Regions from separate parts of the Mus musculus genome. Here region 2 is linked to region 1. The links are chromatin contacts, called in public Hi-C maps. All regions are on one chromosome and are shown on one strand. The core of a region is the stretch at or near the end of the contact, and the rest is flanking DNA. Distances in the headings are between cores, read along the strand shown. Region 1 overlaps Hectd2os (Hectd2, opposite strand). Region 2 has its middle 38 kb from the start of Tnks2.

Evidence for each region. A called contact is a pair of places that touch in the nucleus more often than the background predicts.
Region 2: a Hi-C map of liver shows a contact between it and region 1, with 3 times the contacts expected there. A contact is called at or near these places in 4 of 484 Hi-C or Micro-C datasets (liver, nephron progenitors and ventricular fibroblasts) and 1 of 130 datasets of targeted methods (the NIH/3T3 cell line).

The regions. Positions count from the first base shown.
Region 1 is chr19:36,661,528-36,665,898 of GRCm38.p6, forward strand. All of the region lies in intron 2 of Hectd2os (Hectd2, opposite strand), which reads right to left. Among named protein-coding and RNA genes, the nearest start is that of Hectd2os, 26 kb to the right of the region's middle.
Region 2 is chr19:36,793,727-36,798,097 of GRCm38.p6, forward strand. No RefSeq gene overlaps it. Among named protein-coding and RNA genes, the nearest start is that of Tnks2, 38 kb to the right of the region's middle.

The sequences.
Region 1 (4,371 bases), core at 1,399-3,898:
GCTATGACACCCTCTTCTGGCCTCCACAGACACTACATGCACATATTGCAGATACATATATGTAGACAAACACTCATACAGTGGCTTAGGGTCTGTTCTGTTGCAGTGAAGAGACGCCATGACCAAGGCATCTCTTATAAAAGAGTGTATTTAATTGGCCACATACTTGCAGTTTCAGAGGTTTAGTCCATTATCATCATTGCGGTGTGCAAGCATGGCAGCACACAGGCAGGCATGTGTCGGAGCATTAGCTGAGAGCTATGTCCTTATCTGAAGACAGCAAACAGAGTCTGAGTCTGACATGGGCTTTAGAAACCTCAAAGCCCACCCCTAGTGACAAACTTTCTCCAACAAGGCCACACCTCCTAATCCCTCTAATCCTAATAAATAGTTCTACATAAATAGTAAACTTTCAAATATATGAGCCTATGGTTGGCCATTCTTGTTTAAACTACACATGCACATAAAATAAAAGCTAATACATTCCAGAAGCTGGGCATAATGATGTGTTCCTGCAATTCCAACCCTCTGGAAGTTGAAGCAAGCAGATGCTAAGTTGTAGACCATATACAGACTCTCTCCAAAAAAAGAATCCTAACAATAAATAAATTATTAAATTCAGTAAGTAGATAGTGTTCCAAAACTCTATTCCATCTTCCTCTGAATAAGTTATCACTATGAACAATTTGGCAGTGTTCTCTTATACAGCATTTATACAAATATTTCTTAGTCTTTTACTATGGACACTTTGGCCAAGATATTTCAGTGTTGTAGGATGGTTGGCTGTATATCTGGTCTCTATTCACTAAAAACCAGTAGCATACCCCAAGTAGCTTGAAATATTGTCAATTATCTCTAGGATTCAAATATCATGTGTGCCTGTAGGTGAGAGACAAGGATCAATGACTACATGAGACTGATTGACTATAAATTAAAATTCACATTCTTCGGTTCCTAGTCTTACATGAGCTTTGTCCAGTCATTTGTTTTTGTTTTTTTTTTTTTTTAACTTCAGCCATCAAGTGTTTATTAAGTAACTATAGACTAGTAACTGTGCTGTCAATGCAAAACAAGCAAACAAAAACTTCCACAACTTTCACCTCAAAGGGAGTAAAAACAGATGCTAGAGCCAAATGCAGATGTTAAGGTCCTGGCCCTGGAACCTGGGTTCAGGTTGCTGTGGAAAACTTGCTCCCGTGAGGAAGTGCTTATAAGAGAGCCTATTGGTTATATAACAAAGAAAGTCATGGATCAATAATTTACTAAATACATTGTTAGTGCCACAGATTAATGTGTAATCGCAGAATGGAGAAAATTCTGCTATAGGTCTGATGAGTTCTTAGCTTTTGGATTGGTGGAGGCTAGAGGTCTGCTAAAAATACTTTTAAAGCTTTGATAGCTACAAGGGTGTTGGGTTTGGTACAGGATAGTGATGAGTTGCTTTCAAAAGGGACTAAAAATAGCCCAGGATAAATTGTCTCCAGGATAATTCAGTCACTTGGGCCTGTAGAGTTTTCAATACCAGAGCAATTTTCTTTTTTCTGGGAAGTACAGTTTACAGCTATGCTGGCTAGTTTTATGTCAACTTGACTCCATCTACAGTCATCTAGGAAGAGGAAACCTCTACTGAGAAAATGGTCCTCACCAGAGTGGCCTGTGATCAAACTTGTGGGCGTTTTCTTGATTGATGATTGATGGGGAGTGGGGGCACAGATCACAGTGGGTTGTGCCAGCTCTGGGAAGGTGATCTTGGATGATATAAGAAAACAGACTAAGCAAGACATGCGGAGCAAGTCAGTTAGCATTATTCTTCCATGTCTACTAATTGAGTTCCTGCTTCCACATCCCTGCCCTTCCTTCCTGGATGATGGATGGCAACTATAACCTGAAGTAAACCCTTTCCTCACCAAGTTATTTTTGATCATAGTGTTTTATCACAGCAATAGAAACCCTAAGACAACATTAATAGGTATATTTAAGTCAGTAATTATAATGGAATATCTACTTCCCAGGTATAGGCACACACACACACACACACACACACACACACACACTAAAAAAGGAAAGGGATAATGGGAACAAGCCACTCCTAGATTTTGTCTGGTTACATATGTCTCCTATAACACACCAGTCTCATCTCTAGCTGGCTTCATTACACCTCTAACTGACATATTGCCCTGGGGAGAGAGAAAGGAGAGAGAGAGAGAGAGAGAGAGAGAGAGAGGGAGAGAGAGAGAGAGAGAGAGAGAGAGAGAGAGAGAGAGAGAGAGAGAGAGAGAGAGAGAGAGAGAGCATTTGGTATCTTTGGTCTTCCTTGGAGCGAACCACTGGAGCACATGCCATCCAAAGACTCCAGGTCCTCTCCAACTCTCCATGCCAGCAGCACAAACGCCAGCCCTCAGAAAGGGATGTTTAAGCTCTTTGTGAGTGCCCATATCCTCACTGTAATTAACCCCAATCCTGCCCAGCTGCTCTCGATCCTGTTTACCCAAACTGGTCTTCAAGCATATTCTGTGGCCAGCCTCAAACCAGGTTGCTGGCTCGGGTCCCTGGGTATTGACCTCTTCAAAGATTATAAGTGAGCAAACAGAAGCATGTTAATTTTTAATTTCACTTTGATTGATCAGACTTCCTCTTTGTCCTATAACAAGACATACACAACAGCCCTTGCCCTACATTGAAAGTCCACTGATCTGGCTGGCCATCCTGGCCCTGGATGGGCTTCTCAACACATTCTGGGTTGGCTGCTGCCATCTTAGACACTTAGGGAGTTTCTGAGTTGAGCATCTACACCGAACAGCATAATAATACTCTTAATGAAAGAGGAAGAGTTGGTGCAGAGAGACATGAAGCTTGGGCTTTGGAGCAGAGATGGAGAGTGTTTTCCAACAAAGAGAGATGCCACGGACCGAGAATTTCCACCACCCCAAGTTTAGAACGAGACACTGCCAATCACGGACACCCTCACATTGATGGTAATTTTAACAACTTGCAACATGAGGGCAAAAACCTGCTGAGATCCATTCCCTCGCACAGAACTCCACTGTCTGCTAAGTCCTTAGGTCCACATAACTGTCACACCATCCTGGGAGGTAATTATCAGTTTCCTCACTTAAGTGGAGAGCTGTCACTATTTTTTTTTCTTTTTGAGGCTGAAGTGGTTTGGGTGTGAAAGCCAAATTTAGCCTCAAGTCAGGAAAAGCAACAGGAACATTTTCCCCATCTGGAGTGGGTATATGCTTCTGTGATGGTCTATTCGTCTGCCCTGTCACTGACTGCAGAGAAAGAAAAGAATTCTGACGCTGCCCTTTGCAGCCTCAAGCCGTTTCTCTGTTGGAGATGTCTTTTAAAACTGAAATAAAAGAAGTATAGCCAGGGCCTAAGTGAGACTTAAATGCTGGACCCACTGAGCAGAGATTCAGTCAGTCAGTTATTTTAAATAATTCACTCTAGAACTGACTAGAGGTGTGTGTGTGTGTGTGTGTGTGTGTGTGTGTGTGTGTGTGTGTGTTTTATTTAAATATGTTATCAAGTGACTGAAAAGGAGGGGGCAGGGTGAAGGAGTTGTGTTCAACACACAGAGGTGAATCCATTCATTTATACAAGCATCACAGAACTTGAGGGTTGATAGGAAGCTAAGAAATCAATAAATTGGGGCTTGCAACCTTTCTCGGAGGAGCTTCTTCCAAATTCCCTTAGGTTTTATGGCCACAAAATCCTTACTCGTTCTTAGTGTGGTAGGAGAGAAAGGGCTGGATTTTTCTGAGCACATGATGCTATCATCTACCCGTTCCGAGATATCCTGAGTCTGCCATTGCTGGGGTGGCATCTTGTGGAAAAGCAGCCCCATGGAGTCTCCCTCCCAGGGGCTCCATGGTGATACATGGTAGGGAAGTGCCCCATAAGGCCCATCTTCCTCCGGGCTAATTGCAAGATGCATCTTCAGAGTAAATTCTGATAACTAGCCTGGCAAGTAAGAAATGCTGCTCGTTACCTCTGTGTCGTACAGGATCTGGGGCAACTGGGACCCAGTAAGGACTATGATACTTCAAGGTTCTGCATATCCGGGGAAGAAGCAACTAAGCCCTGAAATAAAAGAATTCTCAATGATCGTTGACTCCCAGGCTTATATTTGCTTATGTAAGACTGACTCTTCATGACCCAAGGCAGCCAGCTGAGTCCGTCCCCTCACTGGCCTCCTCGAGCTGTGATGGTTTAAGTTTTCTAAACTTACTACACGGTCCTCTCATGTCCATCCTTCCAAGAGAGACAAAGTCTGATAATGTTTCTCTCTAAAATCCCTAGGGTGTCTGCACATGTTTTCCTAACTTTGATTGACTCACTGATTGAGCAAGTGTTTACTGAACACTG
Region 2 (4,371 bases), core at 520-3,019, 130 kb after region 1:
GTACTTAACCCCAAAGAGACTGAGGGTGTGAGAAACATGGGGTAGGTAATCTAAAGTTGGGCCAGGCTTGAAAACTGAGTGGGAGGGCTGGAGAGATGGCTCAGCAGTAAAGAGCACTGGCTGTTCTCCCAGACGACCTCAGTTCAATTCCCAGCATGCCCATGGTGGTCCACAACTGTCTGTAACTCCAGTTCCAGGGGCTCCTATGGCCTCTCATGGCCTCCAAAGACATCAGGCATATATACATGGTACACAGAAAACACATGCAATCAAAACACCAAAACACATAAAATAAAATAAACTGAGTCAGGCCAATTGAGAGGGTAAAGAAGGGAAAGCAGTTTATGCACAAAGGGCGGTGTGCATGCTTACACACAGTGCAAGAAGCTGAGGGGCGATGAGAGCTCAGTATGGCACAAGGGCAGGTTGGGTGGGACAGCACTTGGAGACAAGCTTGCAGAAGAGCCTATGGCAAAGGGGGAAGGACTTGAGTGGCCTGCAGAGGTAATAACTGTGTACTCAAGGAAACAGCCGTCCTTGAAGCATTCTCACATGATACGGTCACATTTGTGAGAACATTCTAGATGCAGAAAAGAACTTTTGGCACTGAAAGGGAGCAAAAACAAGTTTTAGGACTTAAAAATACAAACAATAATGTGAAAGCTGTCTCAAGTCCAGTACTATTTTCATTCACTGGTTAGGAACCGATTGGTTTATGACTTCAGTTTGAAAACATGCATTGATCACGTGCATTAGAGAAAACATAGCCTCTATCCAATGGTCAAATGCGTATGAATTCATGTAGGGAACCAGTCTTAGTGTTGGAGAACTTAGAATAAACACTGGATACTGAGGTCCTGGATACAAGGGTGAACATGGTCACAAGTTGCTAGCTACGACCACCTTAGTAAAACCCAAAAGCCAGGGTATCAGAGTGGGGCTGGAAACTTAAGAGACCTCCTATAGCAGAGAAATGGGAGACAAAATATCAACCTCCCTTCTGAGCACCTGCAAAAGTCAGGTCTGGTCTTCCTCCCAGCCCCGTGCTCCCAGAAATAAGACTCAGAGTCTAAATATATTTACAAATACCTTGGCCATATAGCTTGGCTCTTCTCTGACTCGATCATAATTTAAAATAACTCATTTATTTTAATCTACATTTGCCACATGCTGGTTACCTGTGCTCAGAGACCATGCATCTGTCTCTTCACATCTTCCTGAGCAAATCTCCCATGCCTCGATCTATCCCAGAATCCTTTCTGCCTCATGGATTCTACCCTTTCCTGTAAGCCATAGTTTGTTTGTTTGTTTTTTTAATTGACAGGTGATACATCCAGGCAATACACAAGATGTACCCTCTACAGGCACCCAGGGGTGAAATGAGACTAGAAGCCAGATGATGCCAAAGAAGCTTGGAAAGATGTCTGAGGCAGCCCCTTGATAGCTGAAGAGGAGGGGATGGGTATTGGGTCTCACAGCACTCGGGCAAATATATGACACAGTATCCCAGCAATGAGTAGAACTGTGCCTAAGAAGGAGAAGCTATTCTTTCTCTGCCCATGAGAAAGAACCTAGCACCTCAGACCCTCTAACTGTTCAAATGTAATGTCTTTAAACTCTCTAGTCTTCCCAAGAGCAGCTCTGCCACACCAGGCCAGACCCATGTGCACTGACATCTTAATCTCTATTTACACTTCTGGCACTAGAATGGGCATTTCATCATCTCTGCCCAGGGAGGCTGGCCTAAACAAATCAGCTTTAAACTCTGCACCTTTCAAAACCTCTGGACTTTGTGCCACATCCAGACTTCTACCCTTTGCCTGGCCTTGTGATCTGTCTGCACTGCCCCAACAAATCTTTCTTCACAAAATTGATAGACCTAGAAACAAGAGTCTCACGTGGTGCATATACACTGCTAGCTGGGGCCGTGACTAAAACTCCTGTGTAACGGACACTGGGAGGGATAAGGAGAGGAGGCACAACGTGTAAGCCGAATCCTTATCTGACACAGGAGATTGACGGGTCCCACGCAAAGCAGAGTGGTCAAGATGGAGCTGCGTGAGCCTATGGATCAGAGACCGGAGGGAGATCACAGAGATGACTGAGAGGAGAGAGGGCGGTCGCCTCGGCAGCGGGCTGCAGGAGGGGAGGGGAGAGTTCTTCTGTATTCTCTGGTGCTCTTTAAGCCACCAGAGATTCCTGTACCCAGATCTTGTCCTCTGAGGTTCTCTGTCTGGAACATGCTTTGCTCAGGCACTCACTGCCTCCTTCCCTCTCTTCAGATCTTTCCTGTCAACTCTCCTACTTAAAACAGCAACTGCCTCATCTTTCTTTCTTCGTCTCCACCCCATACCTCTTCATCCTGTTAGTACTTAGGTGCTTTTCTTGTTCACATCACATCTTTTCTATCTGGACCAATCACAGTACAATCGGCATGGAATCTGGACCACCAGGGCACAGCTGATGGACTCCATGAACAAATCGCCAGTGTAACCAAGGGGGGAAAAATGCTTTAACGACTGACAAATGGTTTTGATAAGCTCACTTTTTTTCCAGTTTGTCATTTTGTTACATTTCATGCCTAGGTAGCTCTTGTCCTGTTAACTAGACCTGAAGTTTTTCCAAGTAGATATTTTGTATTCTTCAGAGAGCCCCTTAAGTTTTACTTGGAGAAGTGTGAGGCTCGCCAAGGGCAAGGAACTGATACCATTGGACAAAAGGAACGCAGTGTCTCCAGGACTATACCCCAGCCCCTGAGGACAGGGTTGCTTATGGTAATACCCCACCTATCTCCACAAATAAAAATCTTCCAAAGTCAAGCTCCATTAGGGAATGGCATTCTGCATGTGGGGATTTGCCTAAACATTTCAAGTGTTCCAGTCTAAAGCACTGAAGAATTGAGGGTTAGACCGCATTGCTGTCTATTAGATAAAGATGGCCTTTGCAGAGAGCTTAAACTGTAGTCACGTGCCCCCCTTCAATGCCTTTTGAAAAGGCAAGTGATCCCTTGTGAAGGAGTCTATAAGAATGAACAGCCTCCACGGCGTGGTGGCGCACGCCTTTAAGCCCAGCACTCGGGAGGCAGAGGCAGGCGGATTTCTGAGTTCGAGGCCAGCCTGGTCTACAAAGTGAGTTCCAGGACAGCCAGAAAAAAAAGAATGAACAGCCTCTCTCTCTCTCTCTCTCTCTCTCTCTCTCTCTCTGTTTCTGTCTCTCTCCCGAATCCTCAAAGGGCTGCACCTTTAGCGAATCAGCACTCAGCTTGAATACACGACTTGTGTGAAGAGTCACGTGGGTAAGACTCACCTTCAGAGGAAGGCACCCCACCTGGGCGCAAGGCTGTGATGGTTGCTTTGATGTTCCGCCTGAGTGGTCACAGGGCTCCCTTTTATCTACTTGATCATGGTAAACATGCTTTAGAATCTTTCAGCTTGCTGATCGCGGATTTGTGGATTAATGATTCTCCATCTGCTCTGCTCACTCTCCCTCTGGAAATCTTGGCCCACCCCCTCCCTTACTGGAATGTCACATGCCCTGTGTCCAGAAGAGCCACTACAGAGTTTGATATTAGCTAAGCGGTTACTTGTTTCAATGTTATCTCTTGGTATGAGCTTTTGGGAGTTATGTGGGTAAATATGACCCTGAAATCCACTCTCAAGTCTATAGTGGGTTGATGACTGGATATGTAAATGTACATAGCATGGACTTTAGGATTTACATTTTCTGTTTGAACCACTCGGATTTGTTATTGTATCACATAAATAGTCAGACGGATGAATTTATTAGTGGTATTTAGAGGAGCGCAGGCCACTCACAGACAGCTGTACCACTGGGGAGTCCTTTGGGCAACTTCTGGGCAACTGCACCACCAAGAAGTCCAACTCCCTCCTCCACATTCTGGCATCCTGCAAACCGCACCAACCATCTCATTGCCACTAATGTCCCGGACCTAGCTCCTGGCTTATCATTGTGCTTCTCAGCTCATTGCCATGACTATGGCTGAGGGTCTTCTGCAGGCCACCACAGCTTCTCTGTCATGCCCAGAGGAACAGATACATCATGACAGGGATGTGTTCCAATAGAACGTTATTTACAAAAGAGACCCAGCAATTAGATCTGGCCCCTGTCTGCCAACATCTGGTGTAAATAAGTGGTCAGTACATAAATGTTCATTATACAATTATTTTAGCTTTTTTTTGAAGCACAGTTGAAATGTACTAAGAGACTCGAACCAATTCTTTTAGCTTTTATATATACTTTTTTAAAGCCTTCATAATAAAATATTAAAAATAGTGTTTATCATATGAATGTTTAAATATTAAACATTTATAAATTGCCAAGTGTTGTGGTACATGCCTGTAATGCCAGCAC